Linked DNA regions of Anser cygnoides: region 2 is linked to region 1. A link is a contact called in public Hi-C data. All regions are on one chromosome and are shown on one strand. The core of a region is the stretch at or near the end of the contact, and the rest is flanking DNA. Distances in the headings are between cores, read along the strand shown.

Region 1 (4,662 bases), core at 1,330-3,829:
TATGCTGTTTTAGCCAGGAAAATGAACATGATTGTGGAGTTAAACTGAAAGAAGTGACTGCAAGATGAGCCAAGGCAGATACGCAAGAAAATAGAAACTACATGAAAGCAATGACAGAGGAGCCTGCCTTGGGTCCATCTTTAGCAATGGGCTTAGGGCCAAAAGCAAGCACTCAGCTGGAGCTAGTGCAAGCTTCTGTGCCCACTGCTTCAAAAAGAAAGACAACAAGGAAGAAAACAAGGAAAAATGCAGAACATAAATAGGGTAGAGTTGAAAATATTATTTCTAAATGTTCTTCACTATCTTATTAGAGTCTTCATTTCCAATCAGATGTTTTTGTTAACATTTTGAATTTTTTACTGGAAAAAACTAACTATTGTCACAGAAATTGTACTATTTTTTTTTAAATCAGCTTTAATGTGTAGCTATAACATAAGCTTAAAATAAACAGAGGGTTCTTTACTGGGCTGCACAATCATTTCAAAAGACAACTTTGGTTTTGCAGATATTCAGGCAGTACAAAGAGATACCAAACCTAGCGTGTGGTTGTAGGGAATGAGACTAGAAGGCCCAGCTGAACCTCTACAGTGGTTTGCTTCTGTTTAGTGACTAAAAGCCCACCAAAACACCACACGACTACTGGGTTTGTGAGCAGGCTTTAAAAAGAGGACTGAAGGTATTCTGAACATCCACTACACACTGCTACCCTGCTTAAGAATTACTGTATCCTGACGGACTCCTACAAGCCCTAACCACACAGTTGTGCTTCCCCAACACCCCAGCAATGCCCTCCCGGAGGCTCTTCTAACGCCTCCCAACGCTCCCCACCGCTTGGCTGCCTCGCAGCGAGCGCATCCATCTCCGTAACCGTGCGGGCCCACAAGCAGGCACCCTGCAAGAATAACCGGACCGCAGACTGGAGACCGCTCTAGCCGGCAAACGGAAGCGTTGATGTTACTCTTGGAAGCGAGCACAAGGATGCCAGTGCCCTTAATCTCCCTCCAAAAAAACAGCTACGCAGAAACACGTTCTCCAGCGGGTGGTTGGACGAGTCTTGGGAAGAACGGAAGAGTTACAGCACCAAAACCAAAACAAGCAAGCATCCTTGCAGAGAGACCCTACACGCTGCCGGTCACACGGAGGCAACCTGGAGGGGCTGTTTTATGGCAGGAGACACCCCGGCACTGACTGAACGCAGAGAAATCCCCCGCCAGCTTCGCTTCCTCTTTTCACCTCCCCTTCAGTCACCTGGTTGCAAGCGAGCTCTCGCAGAAGATGTGAGCACAGACACATCAAACATAGGAAAAGCAGCAGAAAGCTCAACCTACAGACCCAGAGACCTGGCCTGGCAGGCGGGGAGAGGCAGCGCAGGACAGGTTCCCGGCCCGAGACAGGAGCGTGCAGCAAGACACCGAGGGAGAGCCTGCACAGGAAGAGGCTGGAGATACGCGGGGAGATGGATGGGATAATAATAGATGGGAAAACAGACATGCCAGCTGAGCCCAGAAACCTTCGTGTTATTCAAAACAAACCAACCAGCAGCATCGCCCTTCCTCGCTGCTGGGTTTAAGCGGCAGCAAACACGCACCCGTGCAGGCGCTGGTGCCGAGGACAAACTTTCCGGCCCGGTAGCGTGTGCGAGGGGCGTGCTCCGAGTCATTTAAAATGCAAATGGCCCTTATCTCGGGGAGGGGAAGGGCCGGCTCCCTCCCTGCCCTTGGGGGCGGCAGCTCCCGGGCCGCGGCCGCCCCCGGGGGGTTACCCGGGGCCACGGGCGGCCGCGGGCCGAGCCCGGGCACGGGGCGGCGGGGGGGGGGGGGGGGGGCTCGGGGCGCTGCCCCCTGCTCCCCCCGGGGCCCGGCACCGGCCCCGGGCCCCGGGCAGCGGCTCCCCCCCCCCGGTTCCCCCCCCCACGGAAGGAAGCGGCCGCCGGTCGCTGCCGGCGCCCCCGGTAAGGGGCAGCGCCCCGAGCCCCGGACCGTGGGTGCCCCCCCCGGGAGCAGCTGACGGCCACCTCCGCTCCCCCCGTCCCCCCCCCCCCCCTCCCCGGCTCCTCCGCGGCGGCAGGCCAGCGGCGACACCGTTATTTGGAACAATGGGGATAAAACAAAGCCCCCCCCCCCCCCGCCGCCGCTCCCCCGGCCTCCCCGCCGCTCCCGGGGCGCACGGCGGGGGGAAGGCAGCGGCGGCGGCCCCGGCCCCGGCCCCGCTCTGCTCCGCGGCCCGGGGCTGGCGGCGGGGCCGGGCCGAGCCGTGCCGAGCCGGGCCGGGCCGAGCCGTGCCGGGCCGGGCGCTTACCTTGGTGCACCGCCACATTGCAGCCGTGTCCATCGCAGTACACCAGCGGGTTCTCCGCCCAGCCCCGCTCATCAGAACAGACACAGCAGCCTCCCACCATCTCCTTCATACTTCCATGAGGGTTTCCTTCCCCCCCTCCTCCCGCTACGCACACACTCCTCCCTCCCTCCTCCTCCTCCTCCTCCTCCTCGCTCCCCCCTCCCCGCCCGCAGCCTGCCTTTCACACGGCCGCCCCCCGAGGGGCTCGGGGTGCCCGGCCCCCCGGTGGCGGCGGCGCGGAGCCGGGAGGCGCTCGGGGGCCGGGGGGGGGGGGGGGGGGGGACGACCCGGGGGCGGCGCGCCCCCGCCCCGCGCCCCGCACGCTCGCCCCGCGCCCGGGCACCCGCCCCCGCGCGCCCCCGCCCCGCCGCCCCCCCCGGCCATGATGGCCGCGCCCCGAGCGGGGCCCCCCCCCCCCCGGCGCCTCGCCCTGCGGCTGGGGGGCTGCTGGGGGGCTGCTGGGGGGGGGTCGTGCTTTGCTTTGGGGTTGGGTTCTTGTGGTTGTTGTTGTTGGAACCCCCCCCCCGGGCCGCTTTATGCTGCTTTCTTTATGGTTTTGTTGTGTGTGCCCCCCCCCCGCCTTCCCGAGCGGACCGGGCAGGGCTCCGAGCGCGCAGCCGGGGGCGCAAAGCGCTGGGTGCGCGCCCGAGCAGCCCCCGCGGGTCGCTCCCCGGCGATGAGTCGCGACCGTTCCCCAAATCCTATTATCTCCGCAATTCCTCTTTGACAGATTGGGGTTCCGCGAGCGCCACCGCCTGTCCCGCTCTCGGAGGCTCCTTCTGGAGGAGTTTTTAACCCGTTGGCACCTGTTTTGTGGCGGCGTCTTTCCAAGGAAGGGGAAAAATGTCCCCTTGGGGGGTTGCGTCCAGCAGGAGAAACGTCAGAAATCCCGTACAAACCAGTTAAAAGAAATAATCCTAGAGCATAGGGAGTGCAGCTCCGTGGGACTGCAGCTGCAGGTCTCCACACGGTATCACGGCACACCGCGGGGAACAGCCCTGCCTTTGGACGCACCACTCGGTTAAGACGAGGAGAAACGAGGAAAACCCGAGCACAGAGCACACAGATAAGTAACTCTTAGAGAATAGGTCTAGGAGGAAGCCAAGGAATTCGTGTAACTTGTCCGTGCAGCTCCAGCAGGGCCGGCTGCACCTGGAATCACTTGCCAGAGGACACAGAGCAGCAGGGGGAACAGAGCCCAGGTCTCACCGTCTCTCACACAGGTCCATCCCCAGCAGACCGTGCTGTCCTAAAGAAAAAAAAGATAGGAAAAGCAGCAGCGAATAACTTTTCGCCTGCATTGTGATAAAGAAAAAGCCATCCTCTTGTTGCTGCACTGCACAGCTCCGTTACAGCGGTGCTTTTGTCACAGGTCGGGCTGCTGGAGGAATGGTACACAGGAACCCCAGCACAAAGGTGCACTTAAACATGCCCAATTTGCACTTCTACTTTTTCGTTCTGTTCCTGCAAATCCTTGCTGCTTTAAACAGAAGTGTTATGAATTAGATGCAAAGAAGAGAGCAGTGTATCTTGCTTAGGAAATGCATGGGATTCATGGAATCATTCAACTACAGGAAATCTTTTTTTCCTTGCTCTTTGCTGGCTTGTGAGCACTGAAGAGAGATGGTTGTGGTAGTGGGAGAAAAAAGAAATTAAAAAAAAAAAAAAAACAGGAAAAAAAATCAAAAGCCATCCCTGCTGCGTCCAGGAGCAGGCACTTAAAAGTGTTTTCAGATGCTGGCACACGTGGGAGTGGCTGGGAGGTCCTATCTCTGCTCAGAAGTCTTCAAAACGATCAATGTTCCTGCAGGAATCTGCCCTACCTGGAACACATCAGCAGTTCCACTCGCCGTCCTACAAGCACATCGTGCAGCGGCTCCACAAGAACTGTTCCTGATTTACAGTAACTTAAACAAGAGCAGAAACAGCGTCAGTATCTCCTAGACTGGTGACCTTCCTCTTCTCACTCCAAGTTTTTTCCCTTGCGATGGGTAGGCTTTGAAAGGTCAGCATATCCTGTTGTAGAGTTTCTTTATAAAAAAAAAATCTTCTCATCAGAGAGCAGAGAGGAAACCCATTCCAACAGCCCTAATAATCACCAGTTTAGCATCCTTTATATTGCACCTGTTCAAGCGTTACATCAAGGGGCTGGAAGGCAGACGGCTCCCTGAGAAGCTGCCTGCTGGGTTGCTGTCTTCCTTTTATTACATTCCTTTGAGAGTCACAGGGGCAGACAATACGTTCACCACATTGCTGGAAATTCACTGAGCCTTAGCTCACTTTTCTGGGAGGGTTTCCCCTCCTCTCCCCCTCTTTTTTTCTTTT
Region 2 (4,707 bases), core at 817-3,316, 200 kb after region 1:
CTTCTCCAGAAGATATATAATCCACCGGCAAAGCAGAAAAACAAGATTCTCAGCTGCGATCTTAACACAAAATCAGAACCTGAATGCCAGCTGGCTGACAAGACATCGGGGAAAGACATGACAACATCCCTTGGAAGCCAGTTATGGTCTAAGTGCTTTATTGATGTTTGGAACTGTAACCACAAATGATGCACTTCTGAAATCTGTTCTGTTCCTACACAGTGGAGCAAGTCAGCAGAGCATCCTTTCACATCCAAACCACTCCCTGCGGCATGATGCTGAACAGCAGCAACCACCCGCTCAGCTGCTAATAACACCGATTCCCAAACCTCCAATGCCACCTCGTCTTCAGAGAGATGAGGGCAGCAAAAGAAAGTACTTGTTGCAGAGGAGGCACGAGGGTTAGAAAGATAAGGAAGAAAACCAGAGCATATAAGCAAAAAGAAGCAGGTCCTACATAACCACACCAGTCAGAGACCAGGTCTTACTTTGCCAGGCAATTGTGAGCTTCAATGAATATCTCCTGGGCCTTCTCTGGGAAGGTTTTCGTGCTGAAATCCGGATCATGATCCTTTACCTTCCGGAGACTGAAAAGACAAGAAAAAAAAAAAAGCTCTGCAGTAAGTAAAAAACATTTCAGTGTTTCAGGTGACAACAGTCTTATCCAGTTCTAGAAGCACTTTTCCCGGGGAGTAACTGGGAACCAGAGACTCCCTCCCCACTGACACACAGTCTCTAGGTGCTCATAAGAAAAACATACTTCTGCAAACCCCAAAAAAACAGACAAAGCGAGTACACGTTGCACCCCTTCGTGCCAGGACAGACGCCTTGCGTTCACTCTCACGCCAAGGACAGAAGCGGTACAAGAGCAACAACGTTATAAACAAACACACCACCTCACCACTGCGAGACAGAACTGGGCGAGACTTTGACACCACAGACTAATTAAAAGGAAGGTACATACGCCAGCTGGGAGGCAGCAGTCTGCTTCAGCTTCTCCACCCTTTGCTTCAGCCCATCTTTGGATAGGGAAGTCATGCGGGCATCGCCCTCAGGAGGGACATAAGGGTCTATAATATCAGCTGCATGAGAGAGAAGAGAGGTCAGGAGGCTCAAAAGCTGCCAAACGCTGCACGCTGAAGGAAACAGAGAGGCAGCACCCTGGCTGCTAGAGAAGGATTCCTCCCGGAAAACATCTTTAGGATGAAATAAGAGCGTGGCCACAAATGACAGGGGCACCTCTCACTGCGAACAAGCTGTGTTACACCATCAGCTCTCCTTCTCTTCCATGCAGCCCCAGGACATGAGGATAAGACACCCAGCAGGACAAAGCACGGCCTCCCATGCTAATGCTGGTCCCTGGGTATGAAGGGCCAACGGCCCCGCACACAGCTGGTAGCAGCAGGGCCGCTGCCTTCACCCACCCGGGGCAGAGCAGGTCACGGAGCCTGCTGCAGGCGGACGCTGTCAGCACGGCCGCAGCGAACTGCCCCCGGAGAGCCCCGCCGCACCTGTGCAGGCCAAGAAGAAGGCGCGCTCCACGCGGTCCTCGGGCAGCGCCCTGGCGGCGGCGCGCATGCTGCGCTCCTTCTGCTCCGGGGACAGCTCCCGGGCCCACTCGGGCACGAACAGCCGCCGCTTCGTCCTCACCGGCACCGCGAGGCAGGGCGGGGCGGCTCGGGGCGGGCGGAGCGCCGACCCCAAGGCCTGCGGAAAGGGAACGCAAGGCCGGGCGTTAACCGGGGGCCGGGCGTTAACCGGGGGCCGGGAGCGGCCGGCACCGGGCGCTGCTTCCCCTCACGCCTCCGGACCGCGGAGCCGCCGTCACCGCGCCCAACGCCGCCCCGGGGCGGCCGCCCGGGACCGTGCCCGGAGGGGGAGCCTGCCCCCGGCCCCAACCCGGCCCCTCACAGCGGCCCCGGCCCCCGTCCGTCCCCCCCCCGTCCGCCCCCGGCGCCCCGCACCCGCCGGCCCAGCAGCCCCAGTCCCGCCGCCCTCATGGCGGCCGCCATCTTGGCGCCGCACGGCCCGACGGGAAGGGGGGCGGGGCCAGAACGGGGGCGGGGCCCCGCGGTGGCGCGCGGGGGGGGCGGGGCCGTCGGGAGCCCGCGCGGCGGCGGCGAGTGGAAAATTCCATCGGCTGCGGGGGGGGGGGGGGGGGGAGGCTCCGCCCCCCCCGGCGCGAGGCGCCCCCCGGGTCCCGCGGGGGGGGGGGGGGGGAAGGCCCCCCCCCCCCCCCCCCCCCCCCCCCCCAGCGGGGTGGCGTGCACGGGGCGGGACTGCAGCACGGGGGGGGGGGGGTGCACCGTGCAAGGGGTGCACATGCACGGGCGTGCTGGAGCCCCCCTGCAGCACGGGGGGGGGCCCAACTCCCACCCCACTGCACTGTGCAAGGGGTGCAGCCCCCCCATGCAATGTCCTTGCGTGCCCCCCCCCCCGGTTCTGACCCCCCTCCCCAGCCCCTCCGTCCGTGTCCGCCTGGAAGTGGGGGGCTCCCTGCGGGGGGGGGCTGCGGGGGCTCCACACGGGGCACCCGGCCCCACATGGCTGGGAAGGTGCTGGGGGGGGCAGTGCCAGGCAAGCGGGTGCAGCACCCGCAGGGCCCCCGCGCAACCCCCCGAGGAATGCAAGGGACGGTGCTGGGGGGGGGGGTTCAGCCCCATCCGCCCCCCCCGGGGCAGCGCGGCCGCCAGCCTCCCAGCAGCTCGGCTCGGCTGGGCCCAGCCCGGTCCGTCCCGCAGAGCCGAGGGCAGCGGGGAGCAAAGCGTGGGGCCGGGGGGGCGGTGGAAGGCTCAGGGCTGCGCTCGCCCCCCCCGGCCGTGCTCCCAGCCCGGGGACTGTTGATCTTGGCCCGTAGGGAGCCCCCCCGCCGGACAGCTGGTTAATGTGTAGTGATGGCCCTGCTGCGCCCGGGACCGTTGATCCCAGCCCATGCCGCTATCGGGGCCTGGCCCCCCCCAGTAGGGGCCATGCCGGGGTGCACGGGGGGGGGGGGGGTGCCACTGGGGGGCTCTTGCAGCAACCAGGGGCAGGGATCTGCTCCAGCGAGGGTGGTGGCCCCTGGAGATGCCACCTGACGGTGGCCCTGGCCTGCCCGTGCTGACCCCCCCACCCCCCCCATTTACAAAACTCCCACATTTTGCCCCGTTGGGGCCTTTGCCGGGCTTGGGCAGGACCGGAGCACCGGGAGGAGCAGGGCTCGCTCCCGGCCAGGGCTGCGCCGTCCTCCAGGCAGGGCTTTGGCCGCGTTGGCACCGTCCCTGCACCACGGAGGTGCTTGTGCAACACGCCCCGGGTCTGCGGGGTGCAGGAGGGACAACGGGCAGGGCAACGGGCAGGCCGGCACGCACGCCACCGCCGCCACCGCTGCGAGGGGGGAGCAGCACAGAACGCTGCCAGCCCCCCCTCCTGCCGCGGCCTCGTGCTGGGGGCAGCCCCGGAGCCACCCCGCGGCTCCCAGCACCGTCCCCTGCTCCCAAATACCTCGGATTCCTGCCCTAAGCCGCGGCTGGACCTGCGAGGCAGGATTAGCCGGTGCCCTCCGGCTGCTCCCGCTCTAGCAGGGACGGCAAAAACCCATGCAAAAAGAGAAGAGAAGACTCTCCAGGATCTTTCTTTTTTTTATTATTTCTTTTTCCCTCTTTCCCTTGTTTTCCTAATTAAGCCAGGGCACTGTCAGCAATTTGTGGCTGCAGGATCCGGGCTCATTACAGACCCTGGCAGCCACCGCGTCCGCTTGTCCCCAGGCCTCCCCGCGCTGGTGCGGCAGGAGAACCCGGTTTGCTCAGGACACGGCAGAGGCGGCAGCTTCCCCGGGCATCTCCTCAGAGGCTCTCCTTCTCTCCCCCTTCCTTTCTTCCTTTCTTTCGTTCATGATTCTTGCTGACAGCAGCATCTGTCATCGAACAATGCAGCAGCGCGGGCCAGCCGCCGCGGCAGGGAGCCCCGGGGGTGCGGCGAGGCTCGTCGGGCACCACGGCACACGAGCAGCGGCACCGAGCGACCTGGGGTGGGAGGCAGAGCCCCGAGACAACCCCCTCCTGCCTTCATCCCGCTGCTGACCCTGCTGCGTGCCCGGGGAGAGGAGCGGGGGGAAAAGTCATCCTGCCCCACCAGGTCTCTCCTGCTGGCCGGGCGGCCGTCTGTCCCACCGGTCTGCCCGTGTCCGTGTGTCCCCGCGGAAGGGGACGGCGGCAATGCCCAAAGGGATCGGAGGAGCCGGGGAGGGTGGCGGCGCCCGGAGCCCTGCAGAGCTTCCCAAAGCCCCGCACGGCCCCAGCTGCTTCCTTCTGTCTCCTTCCCTCTCCTCGGGGCACTGTAGCACAACGCGGCCCCGAGAAGCCCCAGATGAACCCATGCTCATCAGCTGCTTGGTTTTTATAATTATGTGCTAAGATCCGTCTGTACTTTCTCCATGCCCCAGTTCGTGCTGCAGACTCCTCCAGGTCTCAGCAAATCCCCACTCTCTCTTTGCTTGGCGCTAGCTTATATTTTAAACAGTGAGATGTCACTTTCAGCGAAAATAAATCTTTTTTTTTTTTGGGGGGGGGGAGAAGAAGAAAAGGAGCAACTGTGATACGCAGCGTCAGAAAGCAATTAACAGCCGAATGCTTTCCTGCCCCAGCGAGCTGTGCTTCCTTCCGAACACGAGGGAGGTTGTGGCCCCGGCAGAGCCGCGGCACGCCGCCTTTGGGGGGCCGGGGCTGA

Evidence for each region. A called contact is a pair of places that touch in the nucleus more often than the background predicts.
Region 2: a Hi-C map of liver shows a contact between it and region 1, with 2.1 times the contacts expected there. The contact joins the promoter of MRPL45 here to the promoter of MLLT6 in region 1. A contact is called at or near these places in 2 of 7 Hi-C or Micro-C datasets (both in liver).

What each region holds. Positions count from the first base shown.
Region 1 is chr22:8,231,917-8,236,578 of Taihu_goose_T2T_genome, forward strand. It overlaps MLLT6 (MLLT6, PHD finger containing), which reads right to left and starts at 2,580. Exons shown (of 20, transcript XM_066981421.1): 1 at 2,299-2,580. The coding sequence starts at 2,407.
Region 2 is chr22:8,431,412-8,436,118 of Taihu_goose_T2T_genome, forward strand. It overlaps MRPL45 (mitochondrial ribosomal protein L45), which reads right to left and starts at 2,067. Exons shown (of 8, transcript XM_066981600.1): 1 at 1,965-2,067; 2 at 1,512-1,707; 3 at 965-1,082; 4 at 489-587. The coding sequence starts at 2,012.